Linked DNA regions of Pan troglodytes: region 2 is linked to region 1. Evidence: chromatin contacts called from public Hi-C data. All regions are on one chromosome and are shown on one strand. Each heading gives the region's core, a stretch centred on a gene start, on an enhancer-like site or on the middle of the called end of the contact. The rest is flanking DNA. Distances are from core to core; before and after follow the strand shown. Region 1 has its middle 26 kb from the start of EPHA2. Region 2 overlaps HSPB7 (heat shock protein family B (small) member 7).

Region 1 (4,642 bases), core at 550-3,049:
CAAAAATTAGTCAGGCGTGGTGCTGCACACCTGTAGTCTCAGCTACTCGGGAGGGTAAGGCAAGAGAATCACTTGAGCCCGGGAGGTGGAGGTTGCAGTGAGCCGAGATTGTGCCATTGCACTCTAGCCTGGGTGGGTGACAGAGTGAGACTCCATCTCAAAAAAAAAAAAAAAAAAAAAAAAATTTACTGGTCCCCTGCTGTGTTTTAGGCATGAGTCAGATGCTGTGGATATAGCAATGAACACAGCAGACAAAAGTCTCTGCCTCTGTGAAACTGACATTGGAGAACAGCAGTCTAGAAGAACTTGCTGTGGATGGAATGATGAATGGATAGAAACATTTTACATCTGCTCCGCACTGGCTGCACGCGGCTACTGAGCACTTGAGATGCGTCTGGTGCACCTGAAGAGCTGACTTTAATTTTATTTCATTTTAATTAATTTAAATTAATTATTTATTTGAGACAGAGTCTCGCTCTGTCACTCAGGCTGGAGTACAGTGGCGCAATCACAGCTCACTGCAACCTCTGCCTTCTGGGCTCAAGCCAGCCTCCTACCTCAGCCTCCTGAGTAGCCAGGACTACAGGTGTACGCCACCACACCCAGCTAATTTTTTGTGTGCTTTTTGTAGAGATGGGGTTTCACCATGTTGCCCAGTCTGGTCTCGAACTCCTGACCTCAAGAGATCCACCCACCCTGGATCCCAAAATGCTGGGATTACAGGCATGAGCCACTGCGCCCGGCCTCTAGATTTAAATAGTACCTACAGAACTGGCCAGTGCAGCTCTAAAAGGTCAGCAGCATGTGAGTGGGAGAGCTGGGCCTGGCTGTGTGTTATTCACGTTCTTGAGCGTTGGCTTTCCACAGTTTGGGCCTCTGGCAGCAGAATCACCTGGGAAGCCAAAACTTCAGATCCCTGAGATCCCAGACTCCCTGAATCAGAATCTCAGAGGCCAGGGCTTGGGCGTCTGCCCATTTACCACACACCCCAGCTGATTCTGATGCACATGAGGTCAAGTTTGAAACCCACCCCACTGCCCTAGTTGTTCAAGACTCCCAGCGCTGGCTGGATGCAAAGTCTTATGCCTGTAATCCCCGCTCTTTTGGGAGGCCAAGGCGGGCAGATCACTTGAGGTCAGGAGTTCGAGACCAGCCGGGCCTACATAGTGAAACCCCGTCTCTACTAAAAATACAAAAATTAGCTAGGTGTGGTGGTGGGCGCCTGTAATCCCAGGAGGTGGAGGTTGCAGTGAGCCGAGATCGCGCTGCTGCACTGCATCCTGGGCAACAGAGCGGGACTCCGTCTCAAAAAAAAAAAGACTCCCGGCCAGGAAGAGAGCTTGAATGAAGTCTGACCTGCACCAGGCCTTCTGGGCCCAGACCAGGCCTGCTTAGGGGCATGTGCCCTGCTCAGAACTTCCCCATCCCAGCTAACCCAGAAGATAGCTGGGATGAAGATAGCTACTTCCGGCTACCAGCCCATGATTCTTTGCCAGCCTGCACTGTTCCCTGAAGAGCAAAAAGACTTGGAATTTCCCTGCTCTATCCAGAGGGGCTGGGATGAGGGGTCCTGAGTTCCCTTATCCCATGTCCTACCAACCTCTGGGGCTCTCCAGTCAGCCAGCTCGAGGCTCTGGCCCTAGCTGGTGGGCAATGGGCGGGAGAGGCTTGGCCCAGCACCCCACCCCACAGATCAGCCTGGTCCGGCAAGCGGAGGAAGGAAGCAGAGGCAGCCGGGGCCAGCGGACACAGGGCTGGGGGTGACGCAGGCCTCAGGAATTTGAAAACAAACACTTCGCCAGGGAAGGAAGAGGCTGCTGTTGGCTGCTGAGCCCGGGCGGGCCCAGGTCCCTCCCTTTCAGGGCAGGGGTGAATCCCAGCGCTGCTGACCGTGGCCTCCGGCTGGACCCAGTGCTCGGGGAGTTTCCACTCCGCTGGTGGTATGGGAAGGTCATGGGAGGTGTGGGGGGATCCAGGCTCTGTCCAGATACAGGAGCATCCTGGCTGGGGTGAGGACAGGAAGGGACAAAGAGCTGGGAAAGCCACGAGACCCCAGGAGAAGGCTCAGCAGCAACAGGATGCCTCCTCAAGCATTTATTGAGCACCCATGGTATTCCAAGAACTGAGAACATAAGCACTGCCTAGCTGGGGAGATCAGGGGAAGCCTAGAGCCCTGTGGCCTTCCTGGAGGAGGTGGCATTGAACTGAGCCCTGAAAGGTAAACTAGGACCGGGGAGGACAGAATCTTACAAGTCTCCCCGCTTCACACTCCCAGAGCCGGCGCTCAGTGAGTGCGTGAGTGAGTAAGCGGCTGACCAGCGACTATGCAGCATGAATGAATGACAGACTGAATGACATGAAGCCTGGAGTCTCAAGGCCGAGACTGCAAAAGAGGAATCCATCCTCCTATCCCCTCTGCTCTGAACTCTCTTCATGATCCTGAAGGTGCTTGGTACCTGGAGACTACGGAGCCAGCCTGCCGGGGTTCTAGTCTGAACTCAGTCACTTCCCAGCTGTGTAACTTTGGACAAGTTACTTAACCTCTCTGTGCCTCTGGTCCCTTCTCTGTAAAGTGTAGTCATCGGCCGGGTGCGGTGGCTCACGCCTATAATCCCAGCACTTTGGGAGGCCAAGGCAGATGGATCACTTGAGGTCAGGAGTTCGAGACCAGCCTGCCCAACATGGTGAAACCCTGTCTCTACTAAAAACACAAAAATCAGCCAGGTGTGGGGGCAGGCACCTGTAATCCCAGCTACTCGGGAGGCTAAGGCATGAGAATTGCTTGAACCCAGGAGGCGGAGGTTGCAGTGAGCTGACATCTCGTCACTGCACTCCAGCCTGGGCAACAGAGTGAGACTCAAAAAAAAAAAAAAAATACAGAGGTAATCATAGTGCCTCCTTCACAGGGTTTTTGAGAGGACTGAATGAGTTTTACAAGTGAAGTGCTTAGAACGACGTTGCACATGTAGTGAGAACTACACGAGTGTTGGCCAATGCTATTACTGAGGTTCCAGCTTACGCGTTCATTGAGTCACTCACTCACTGTTCATTCACTGATTCGCTCCTACATGCCATCCGCCACTTACACACCCCTCCCTCTTCACCGTCATCTGTTAAGCAATCCCCGTGTGCCAGGCTCTCTCCTCTCGGTCCTCCCAGCCCCCCTTTGCCAGTCTTGGATGGTGCCCGCCGTGCTGCCAATTACCCTAACAATTTCATTAATTCCTCTCAAGCCCAAAACAAACAAGAAGGACCTATCTGGAGCAGGGGTCACGTGCTAAGACCAGAAGCAGGTGTGGGACAAACCCTCTAGGACGAGTTCTTTGACCAAAGTTCATCACCGGAGCTGCTCCAGAGATGGCCAGGCCTCCCCACCTGCAGGTGCCCGGCCAGTGCCCCCCACCCCGGGCAGCCTCACCCACTCTCCTCTTTGAGTAAAGGTAAAGGGACTTGCCCAAGGCTGGGTTCTTCCACATCCCGACTGCACCTGTCCACATTTCAGCTTCATTCATGCCAGGAGCCCCAGACCTGCTCCATGCACCAGCTCTGCCCAAGCCCGGAGCCCCGGGCTGGCTGAGGTGAGAGCCCCAAAGCTCGAGCCCATTTCAGCAGCGAACAATTAGAGCTGGTGTGAACATGATGACTGCATGCTGATTAATGTAAGATGGCTGAGCAGAAGATCCCGCCATTTCCTTCCCCACAGGCCCTGGGAGAACAGGTCCCGCTGGGGAAGATTCTGTCGTGTTCTGCAAAAGCCATTTCTTGAGCACGTCCTGCAGGCCGGGCACTGCGCTGGGCACTTGATTCCTTTCAACAGCATGACATGGTGGGAGGACAATTTGCCTCTCATTGATGAAGAAACGGAGGCTCAGAGAGGTAAAGGAACTTGCCCAAGGCCACACAGCCAGTCAGTGTGGTCCTGGAATTCCAATCCAGGTCTTCTCTTGCTGATTCCTACCCCCAGGGATGAGCCAGTTTGACATTTGTGGAACTGGAGAGAGGCTGGGTTTGGGCATAAGGTGATGTTTAGGCCAGAGGGTGGGGAAGGAGAGGACAGCCAGAGAGGCAGAGCCAAGCGCCAGGCAGGAACAATGGTACAGGGCAGGTAACGGGAGCCCGGCCAGCTCTGGGACTCCTGGGCAGGCCCTGCTGGGCCCTGCGAGCAACAGGCTCACCCTGTGGAGCTGCCAGGGTGACAGCAGCCTCGATCTGCTGACTCAACGAGAGCATCGGCCTTTTCCTGGAAAACAGTAGACGCAGTGCGGGTGTCGGAGGGAGGCACCTGTTTGGGAAAAGGGTGTGTGGGAACCCTGTCCTGCCCTGCAGCTCCCCACAGCCAGTGCACAGGTACTTAGCTCCAGGTGCCCCCCGAACCTCCCACCACCTGCCCAGACCCCAGAAGCCACCGGATCCAGGAGTCCGAGCCAGCTGTGGGCTGAGTCCATGGTGCCACCAAGGCTCTGCATGACCAGTGCTGCCAGCCACCACCTCAGCCAAGCAGCACAGCCTCTCAGGGCATGTCCCCACTTGCTGTCTGCAGAGCCTTGTTTTGCCCCACCCTGAAGGGGCAGGTGTAGACGAGCATTGAGGCAGGTCTATGTGACACCACTTGCTGTCACTCTTCTTTGGGAGGTATCAGGGC
Region 2 (4,138 bases), core at 1,289-3,788, 170 kb before region 1:
CAACTCTGTCTATTGTAAGTAGCCCGTAGGAATGCAACATACTTCTTGTCTACAGACAAGCACATTCTGTCCTGTCCTGTTCAAGTCCAGTGGACTCTCCTTCCCAACTGTGGAAGAAGCCAGTGTTACCTCTGTGCACATTCATTTCAATATTCCCTGACCTACAGATATCATCTGTTCTTTGCCTCCTTCTTTGAACTGCTTGTAACATCTTACTGGTTCCTTCATTAACCATGAATTAAGTAAAATCATCAGTGAGAATGTAAAATGGTACAGCCACTTTGGGAAACAGTCTGGCAGTTCCTCAAACAAACATGGAGCTTTCAGAGGACCCAGCAATTCTGCTCCTAGATATATACTCAAGAGAAGTGAAAACATTCGTCCATGTGAAAATCTGCACAAATGGCCAGGCGCGCAGTGGCCAGTGTAATCCCAGCACTTTGGGAGGCCAAGGTGGGTGGATCACCTGAGGTCAGGAGTTCCAGACCAGCCTGGCCAACATGGTGAAACCCCGTCTCTACTAAAAATATAAAATTAGCCAGGCATGGTGGTACACGCCTGTAATCCCATCTACTCAGGAGGCTAAGGCAGGAGAATCGCTTGAACCCAGGAGACGGAGGTTGTAGTGAGCCGAGATCGCGCCATTGCACTCCAGCCTGGGTGACAAGAGTGAAACTCTGTCTCAAAAAGAAAAAAAAGAAAATCTGCACAAGTGCACAGAGCAGCACTAGTCACCAAAACCAAAGGGTGGAACCAAACCCAAGCATCCATCAACCGATGAAAAGGTAAGCAAATTGTGGCCTAGCCATGCAACAGAATATGTTTCAGCCTTAAAAAGGAAAAGATTATTGGTCCATGCTACAATATAGATGAATCTCGAAAACATTATGCTAGGTGAAAGATGTCAAATACAAAAGGTCACTTTTTTTTTTCTTTTTCTTTTTTTTTTTTTTTTGAGACAGGTTCTCACTCCATTGCCCAGACTGGAGTGTAGTGGCTCAGACATGGCTCACTGCAGCCTCAACCACCAGTGCTCAAGCAAGTCCTCCAGCCTCAACCCCCAAGTAGCTGGAACTACAGGCATGTGCTACCGTACCCTGTTAATTTTTGTATTTTTTGTGGAGATGCAGTTTTGCCATGTTGTCCAGGCTGATTTCAAATAAATACTTTGTATTTATCGAGCTCAGGCAATCCACCCTCTTCAGCCTCCCAAAGTGCTGGGAATGCAGGAGTGAGCCACCACACCCGGTCATTTTTTATTTTATTTGAGTCAGGGTCTCACTGTGTCACCCAAGATGGAGTGCGGTGGTGCGATCACGGCTCGCTGAAGCCTCCATCTCCTGGACTCCAGCCATCCTCCCACTTCAGCCTCCCGAGTAGCTGAGACCACAGGTGCACGTCACCATACCAGCTAATTTTCGTATTTTGTGTAGAGACGGGTTCTTGCCATGTTGTCCAGGCTGGTCTCTAAATCTTGGGCTCAAGAGATCCTCTCACCTCAGGCTCCTGAGCATGCGCTACTTCCATCTGACTTTGAAGACAGGGTTTGGGAAGGGGCTCTGAACATCTGCCTGGGCTCTTTGTGCTCTGGCTCTGGAGGGCTTCCTGGAGGAGGAGGCCTTTGGCCTGGGCTAGGCCTTCAAAGTGAGGAAACCTTCTAGGTCCTCTCTGCCCCTCCCAGTCTCTGGTACTACCTGACCTGGACTTTCTCACAGGTCTCCAGCCCCAGAGAGCTGCGTCTTTTCAATTTCCCCTACCTGCTGCCCAGGCCCACCCCCAAAGCTACAAGACGCGAGAACCGCCTTTCCCTGTGGGGGCTGCCAGGGTGGGAGGAGGGGAGCTGCCTCAGCCCATTGGTGGTGGCGACTGATCCAGGTTGACCCAGCAGAGGGCCTTCCAGAGCCATAGCAAGGATTCACATCCCAACCGTGCCACTTCCAGACTGGGTGACCTTGGGCCAGTTGCCTGACCTCGCTGATCCTCCGTGTCCTTCTAGGCACACCGTTAATCATAGTACCTGCTTTGCAGGACTCTTGTGGGAATCAGCGGCGCGCCTGGCACACACTAGTTGCTCAATGAATGGGGCGGCTATAATTACTCTTCCGGGTGGGGGCGGGGCGCAGGGCCTGCAGCCAGGCCTATATTTAGCCTGGAAGGGGGTTGGGGGCGCTGGGAGACAAAGCGCCGCGGCCAGTCTGGGCGCCCAGGGGGCGGAGCCGGCGAAAGCCCCGCGGCCGACCCGCCCTCCCCTACCGCAGGGTCACCTTGGCCGGGCTGGCGGCCAAGGGCTCCTTCAGACCCGACGTGCCCCAGCGGCCCAGCGGCCGCTTGGTCCCCTGAGCAGTCCTCATCCTCGCAAACTGCTGTCTGGGGAGGGGGCTGCTGGGGGCTGGGGGTGGTTTTCGGCCCCATTGACCACTTGGGAAGCTGCCCCCTTTCCCAGCACCGGCCGGCCGAGGGAGGGCTCGCTGAGATCGGTACGCCATGGTGAGCCTGACCCCGGCTGGGGGGCGCGGGAGGGGGAGCCAGGCTGGCTCCTCCCCCAACCTCGCGCCAATGAGTGTCGGGGCTGCAAATAGCCCAGTGGAATCAGTGAGTCATGGAGGCTGGAAATACCGCGCCCCCTCTGATCCCCTCCCCTCCTCCTGACCGCAGCCGGTGGAGCTGCACTGGGGAGCAAGCCTGGGGGTGTGCGGGGTGGGGGACCCCTCCGGAGAGCTCCCCTCCCCAGGCTCCCTGAACCAACCCGGACACCCCCCGCCCCCAAGTTCCAGCTGGCTTTGCCTCTGGGGCTGTGTGACCCTGGGCCAGTCACTCAGACTCTCTGGGCCGCAGAATCCCCATTAGGTACAAGAAGGGCTTCAAGAGGGCAGGCGACCCGGTGCAGCCTGCCCACCTTTGCGTCCCTGCGCCTGGGACTGAAACAGTGCTTGGCACAGTGCCCGCCACATAGCAGGACAGTAAATATCTCTGGAAGGAAAGAAATAATAAAAAGGGAAGGGCAGGCAGTTGGATGAGAAGGTGTTGCAAGGGTTTTCCAGAAACAATCCTGGGGTTCCTGCCCAGGGGGGTCTGGGGAGCCCATGGAGGAGGCCGAGGAACACCCACATTTTGTGAGGTCTTCAGCTTTAACTTGAGCTACAACCCCCATCCCCAAATCTCAAAGAAGGTGTGTCTGTTTCTCTCAGGGTTTCCAGCCCTGCCCTAAGTTTGAGAACTCCAGGCAGGCGGCCTCCAGAAGTCTGTGAAACTGTCCTTTATTATGTATACAGGTTCCAGCGTCAGGGCTCTCCCACGGACCCCTCCCCAGTCCTCCCCCAAGGGGCCCAGAGTGGTGGGAGTGAGAGGCCACCCTAAGGCACACTGACCAGAGAGGCATGGAGGGAGGAGGCTGACTTGCCCTGGGGACCCCTGCTAACTGAGACCCACCCTTCCCCTCCACCCTGCTTCTGTATGTGGGAGACGAAACCAAGAGTCACTGGGGGCAGCAGGCATTTCCCAGGGTTAAGGCTGATGGAAGGTCCCTATCCCAGATGGGAGATGGGGGCTTTTCCTATGACTCCCCCCATCCCCCAGCTGGAAGACGTGGGGAGGGGTGCATAGCCTTAGACAGGTAGAATGAGGGGAAATACTCCTCAGTGCCCAGAGGTGGGGAGTTGAGAGCAGCTGTTGACACCCTGGGTTCAGATCTAACCTTCAGTGACAAAGCACGGCACTCAGTGGCTCAGAGATGTTTCCCCGTTAATGAAAATGGAGATTGTAAATCTGATTTGAGAAAGCTCTGAATTTGGCCTCAACCAATGGTAATGCTGAGTATTTGAAGGACAACGATAGGGGTGTGTGTGTCACACACACCGAGCCTATAGATTCATAGATTAAAGAGGGGGATGGATGGAGAGCTGACTGCCCGGAGGGGAAGGTGGCAAGAAGCTGGGGTCCAACTTCGAGGACCCAAAGCCCCATCCATGCCCTGGCTTCCATCTCTGTTAGGTGATCCTGTCTGCATGGGAGCAGCCCCAAGAACACAGGCCTGTGGGAGGGAGAAGGACCAGCCCCACCCCCAACCCCACGTGGCCTTGCCTGGAGGCCCCAGCAGGCGCAGGACGGCAGGAGTTTCATGCAGTTTATCACGAACCAG

What was found. Hi-C and Micro-C count contacts between places; a contact is called where the count stands out from the background.
Region 2: a contact with region 1 is called in a Hi-C map of induced pluripotent stem cells, with 2.0 times the contacts expected there. The contact joins two enhancer-like sites. A contact is called at or near these places in 2 of 7 Hi-C or Micro-C datasets (induced pluripotent stem cells and stem cell-derived neural progenitor cells).

What each region holds. Positions count from the first base shown.
Region 1 is chr1:215,022,433-215,027,074 of NHGRI_mPanTro3-v2.0_pri, reverse strand. No RefSeq gene overlaps it. Among named protein-coding and RNA genes, the nearest start is that of EPHA2, 26 kb to the left of the region's middle. Within about 2 kb of position 1,799, at least 8 of the 24 cell types and tissues checked have an H3K27ac peak or open chromatin away from gene starts, as enhancers often do. A contact at or near this core is called in induced pluripotent stem cells and stem cell-derived neural progenitor cells, where this site is marked.
Region 2 is chr1:215,190,236-215,194,373 of NHGRI_mPanTro3-v2.0_pri, reverse strand. HSPB7 (heat shock protein family B (small) member 7) reads right to left here. Exons shown (of 3, transcript XM_009449005.5): 3 at 3,242-4,138. Among named protein-coding and RNA genes, the nearest start is that of HSPB7, 5.2 kb to the right of the region's middle. Within about 2 kb of position 2,538, at least 11 of the 24 cell types and tissues checked have an H3K27ac peak or open chromatin away from gene starts, as enhancers often do. A contact at or near this core is called in induced pluripotent stem cells and stem cell-derived neural progenitor cells, where this site is marked.